2 separate regions of the Drosophila melanogaster genome follow, and region 1 is linked to region 2. A link is a contact called in public Hi-C data. All regions are on one chromosome and are shown on one strand. Each heading gives the region's core, a stretch centred on a gene start, on an enhancer-like site or on the middle of the called end of the contact. The rest is flanking DNA. Distances are from core to core; before and after follow the strand shown.

Region 1 (2,911 bases), core at 262-2,761, 300 kb after region 2:
CCTGCCGCTGTTGCTCTTCGATATTTTTTATTATGTATTTGCCGTTTTATTTTTAAATCGCGCTGGCTTCACGCACACACAAACATTACACACACGACGCAGTGCGAGGGAGACGGAACGCACATGCACACCCGCACACGCACTGAGAATTTAGAAAAAAAAACTAGAGTCTCGACCAAAGGAAATCCTATCAGTTAAACGAATCCTTGAAAACAAAGTGCACTTGCAAAAGAATTCAACTGGTTGCGCATTTGAAAATTGCTCCGCATTCGAACAATTCCCTATAGTGGCTAAAAAACGACTGCCGCGTCTCTAGAGTTGGAGCGAAAGCGATCCACATGCGATACTATCGGACGATGAACACATGTGAACAATCGCTGTTAACAGTGGGTATCGATTCTGATAAATCTCTGCCAAACCGGGAAGATAGGAAATTCTAATTAGAAAATAAGTTGATTTAATTTTATAGAGCAGCGCAGTAAAATATTGTTAACAACCAGGGACCAAAGCTCGATAACTATGGTAAAACAAAATTTTTGAATTGTTATTACTTATAAATTTTTGACTTGGAATGCACATAATTAAACAAATAGCATTTAGGATTTTTCGTAAAGATGTTCTAAAAGAAACATTAAGACTAAACAAGTTACGAAATATATATCTCTATCGTGCTAATATTCCACTAAACTTTGTGAGTTAATTAAAGAAAAATAAGTTGATTGAAGTTATTATTTAGAAGTAAAATGAATTTGATGGTGGAAAACTCTGATAACCCGAAGTGCAACCCTCGCACCCCTGTTAAGTTAACAGCACTGTCGGCTGCTAAAGAATAAACAATTTGCGAAGCTAATTGCGATAAACAAACATTTATCAAAGGGGGTTTACACCCATTTTCGCATCATTGTGGCGCCGCAGATATGAGTGCGCATGTTGTCTGTACACACACGAGCTGCCACCCACACATATGCACCGCTGGCGGTGTAATTAATTGCATTTGATTGATTTGTCCACCGAAAGTCAAGGTTACCCCAGACGCAGAGAAGCACAATTAATGGTCTTTTGCCAACTCTTGTGTATTCTGCATATAAACATACGCGACTTCTGAATTTTCACCTGTTGTGCGCAGCAACAAGCGAGCATGAGAATGCCACCCCCGACCCTCTTTAAATGAAGAGGGTTGGTGCTCGGAGAGGGGTTTTTTTAAGGCTGTGCCCCGTCTAATCAATAGGCCTTAAATAATTAATCCATTCCACAATCGGCGCAGCACAGCAAATCACTCACCTTTCAGATTGCCTTTTTGGTTATGGCAGGTGTTGGGGGAAAAACGCTTTTTATCCTTAAAACAACACCGCCTGCAGCTCACGGCTGTTGGGCCACCTAATTCCAGGGCAAATAGTCTTAATTATCACTTTTAAAACGCACTAAATTTACGTTGTTTTCGTTTTGCGAGCACTCGAATTTTTGCGAACGCGACTACCAGCATATTTCGATATACAGCACCCCCGCAAAAGATGTTATCGCGTAATCGCCGGAGGTGCCACCTGTCACAACCGATGGCGCGCGTTTTAAAAACGATTGAGATAATCGATCAGTTAAACAATTTTGTAAATTTTAATAATAAAAACACACTAACATACAAGAATTACATAGTATATGCTGGTGTGAACACCCTCAAATTCATGACTATTTTAACAGTCGCAGCGCCTTGACATTGAGTTGGCAATACACAATATACAAAATGTTCGGGTAAATCGTAATCATTAATCTAGGAGTGTTATTGTCAAAGCAACACCATTGAATACGAGGTCCTGGGGAGCAGTATGTGCCAGGCGAGTCATTATTCAGACAGTTTATTGGCTGATATACTTTCGGCTTACGGCGATAATAAATCAATTACGGTTAATAACAAAGTTAAGCGCTTTCGGGTGTCTTCACTTCATCGCTTCTCTCCCTCACAACTAACAGCTAAAAAATATCTAACAATTAGAGCATGTCGGTGCTTCACTTCTATTTCCTCAGCTCATCCATCGATCGCGAGACTTAAGATCAAAGCAGTGCGTTTTTGGTGTGGTGTTTATGGGTGACGAGTGGCAGGGGCAGGGAGCTGGGCTATTTCTCAACCCGTCTCAAGTTGGCCAGCTCCGTGAGCCACGCCTTGATCAGATCGTAGGTGGAGAAGCTGATGCCCACGGCGATGGGTCCCTTGATCCAGTTCATGCTAAGTCCCTTGTAGAAACCGTTCTTGACGCCCTCCTCACTGTTTGGAAATCGTAATTAAAATCGCAATTAAAATATGAATAAAATCGTTGACAAAGATTTGCACGCACCGATAGATCTTGACGAGAGTCTCCAGGATGGTTGGGTACCGATCTCCGCCAGCCGTGTTCACCCGCATTGTCTGCATTCTTCGCCGCACAATGTCCAATGGATAGCTGGCCGTTTGCCCGGCGGCACCAGCCGCAGCACCGAAGGCCAGCGAGACTAGAGTATTGGGTTTATTGTTGCCGACCACTTCTGCAAGCAAACAAGTCATTTAGTTGGCAAATTCAGTGAGCACTTAATTAGAATATAGGTAACTTCTACTAGCATAATCAAAATAATGACAATGACCCAGAATGCCGGTTTAAATTGAAATTATCTGTATAATTCCACAATAAACTTGGGGCTTAAAACCGAATTCTATGGACATATACAATATACAAGAATTTTTAAATGAACATCTCCCCTAAGTCTATAGAATTTTATATTAGGATATAGGTAGTATTCCTACCATAGTATTCCCGCTTAAGAGTCTCGTAGGTGAAGAAGGAGGTGCCCGCATAGGGAATCACGCCGAGAACGGTCGCCCAGTAGCCGCGGAACAGCGTCCGCGGACCCTCCTCCACCCAGATCTTGGTGAAGACTTGTCGCA
Region 2 (2,783 bases), core at 49-2,548:
TCCAAAGTTCCGGCGCGAATTTGATGAATGTTTGCACTTTTTACGGCTCCTTCCATATGAGCGGTCTCATTTGAGGATAGTGCATTCATAAATTATCCACTCAAGAAAGTTGAGTTTAATGAGAAGTTTTTAAGCTCAAGCTCAAATGGAGCGGTACTTAAATTAAATGACTATTGTCACACTTAAAATTTGGCTTGCCAATCATTAGCTTTTATTTACTCTGGGGATTATTTTGAACAGCCTTCAACAATGTATTTTGGTTTATTAAATGTTTTAATAGTTGTGAAATTTTCTGGGATGCATATGCCTATGCATATTATGCATATTACGTATTCGTAAAAACTTTTGTTGATACACGTTTGTTTTTAAGTGTTACCTTACCTATTTAAGATTATATAAATCATCTACATTTACTTGGCTTTGATTTTAAAGTTTCCTAAATCTCGACGGAAGGAAAATCAAGACAGACGGAATATATATACCTTACAGTTTCGAAAACACTTTCTTCCACGCCTTTTATCAAATCAAGGACATCTCTCCAAATCTTAAGAACTAATCTCATATGTAACATTTAAACCAAACAGACCATCTTTAAGACCGACAGATGCCTTGATCTTTTTATAAATGCCACATTTCCTAGGAACTGTCCTATTCCATAAAATCGAAATATTAATAAAAAAGAAAGTAACATAAATTGTAAATAATACTATGCTAGTTTTTATTATAATCCAAACAACTGAACAACATTGGACTAAGTTACTACATGTAAATAATGCATTCAAAGAAGATTATCATAAACAACCTACACAGCCGAAGTTCCTGCACACAGTACTATATTATATAAGTAACTTAACTTAAACAATAAAACCTAAAAACAATAATAGCAATATTACACCCCTTTACTCTACAAGAAATGAATATAAATGTGGCAGATATTTTTCAGTGCTACCACAATTTCATAATTTTTAAGAACGTTGGGCATTGCCAGACTGAAGTGTAGAACTGTAGAGGTTCGTGTACTGACTAACTTAACGATAGATTGTACACAAGCCAGTTCATACAATCTTTGTATAAATTCGCAAACCATGCTAAAAGTAAATGTTAAGAAGCAATTACAATTTTTATTTATTTATATATCGCTCTATCACCGAAAAGTTACAACATTTGGTTGCACCCGCTCGCGGCGCCAGTGTAACCGTATCATTCGCCTTTGCCACGCAACTTGTAAGATTTTGCCCAATCCGGCCAACGGTCCCACTTTGGGGGTATTTTCTCAAATGGGGCAAATGGTCTCCAGCAGATTCTCACTTCATGCTCGGAATCGCACGGACGTGTCGCGGATGTCGGAAGGTGGAGCTCCTGTGAATTGCTCTTGTGCCCCGCGCACAAAACCCCAATAATAGCCAAATCGGGCAGCGCCTGCAGGCTTTTGTGTGAATAAAACGGTTTGTGGCGACATTTGTTCGATTTTTAGGTGTCGCAAATTAAATTCGTTTGCAAATACAAGGCACTTACGCACACAAACGCGAGCGCACGCACAAGTGTAGGTGTGAAAACAAGTGAAACAGAGAGCTGGGAAAACAAACTGGGCTGCATAGATACTGGCTAAATATTGGATTAAGCTCGTATAAAGATAATAATAACAACAACAATCAATCGAAAATGCGCGTGCGACAGAGAGGGTGCGAGTGTGAATGAGGAAAAGAGAGCGAGCGCAGCACGCACACAAACACTAACACGCTGACGTCGACGCGCTGTCTGTGCAGAGGAGCAGTGTTGCCAGCCCACAATACTGCTGCCCGAGAATCCCAATTAAATAATTAATAAGTTCGAATCAGAATTGGAGTATCTGAGGCAGGGCTTTTTGCTTTGCTTACTCCTTTTCCCCGATTCGGCTTATTGGCATTGGGCTCTGCTCTATGCTCTGAGTTGGCAACACTGGCCCCCAAATCGAGTGTGGGCAAGAGAGATAGAGAGACATAGAGAGCAATCGCGAGAGAGTCACATGCTAGGCGCTCATTTCAATTTTCCTCAATGAATGAACACTTTTCACGGTTTTCGGTTCGTCGGTTCGCGTTTTCCACAGTCGTGCGTTGTTTTGCTCGTGGAAAAGTTGTAAAGCCCAGCCAGCCATAATCCAACATTTTGTTTGCAGTGCATTTGCAGCGCGGGAGAGCGAGAACCAACGGCTTAGCGAGCAGTTAAATAATTTTTAAAGTGTTTGTGTTTTTAACGTGTAAAACCCGAAAAAGTCTATGCCTTTTGCATAACAAAAACAAGCCGAGCAAATAAAATAAAAGAGAAAAACAGCAATAAACACCCATACACGTAAACATATACGTACAGAGAGAAACGGACGCCTACGTCAATAAGCGAAAAACGGTAAGCGAAATTCTTTTACCCCATGTTGTATGTGCTTGCCAATTGGAAAATTTTGTATTTCCCTTCCCGCTTCCGTTCTCGCCATCTCACTTCCCCAGTCTCTCTCTCTCTCTCTCTTGTTCCCCCTCTTCCGGGCTTGCTCTTACACTTGCTTTTACGTTGTTGGCAAGCAGAGCTTCATTCATTTCCACAACTTGCACACATACACATACCAGCACACCCCCGCTCTCTGGGAATTAGAGAGTTGGCAAGAGAGCGGTGGGTCTCAGTGTGACCGTGTGTATTTGTTGTAGCTGGTCAGGCCACAAAATTTGTATTCAAGAAATTCTATTCATTTGTTAAATAAACCCTAAGCCTCAACATTTAAACATTTGCACATCATATTGTTCATAAAATACAAA

What was found. Hi-C and Micro-C count contacts between places; a contact is called where the count stands out from the background.
Region 1: a Hi-C map of the Kc167 cell line shows a contact between it and region 2, with 9 times the contacts expected there. The contact joins the promoter of Stat92E here to the promoter of cic in region 2. A contact is called at or near these places in 15 of 107 Hi-C or Micro-C datasets (the Clone 8 cell line, the D17-c3 cell line, the Kc167 cell line and 7 more) and 2 of 6 datasets of contacts at active chromatin or transcription factors (both in the Kc167 cell line).

The regions. Positions count from the first base shown.
Region 1 is chr3R:20,550,800-20,553,710 of dm6, forward strand. Stat92E (Signal-transducer and activator of transcription protein at 92E) reads right to left here and starts at 1,512. Exons shown (of 8, transcript NM_001275828.1): 1 at 1,282-1,512. It overlaps DPCoAC (Dephosphocoenzyme A carrier), which reads right to left. Exons shown (of 6, transcript NM_001300499.1): 4 at 2,771-2,911; 5 at 2,328-2,511; 6 at 1,586-2,257. The coding sequence ends at 2,110. att-ORFB (alternative testis transcripts open reading frame B) reads right to left here. Exons shown (of 5, transcript NM_206523.3): 3 at 2,771-2,911; 4 at 2,328-2,514; 5 at 1,836-2,257. The coding sequence ends at 2,785.
Region 2 is chr3R:20,251,472-20,254,254 of dm6, forward strand. It overlaps cic (capicua), which reads left to right and starts at 1,299. Exons shown (of 18, transcript NM_001275826.1): 1 at 1,299-2,382.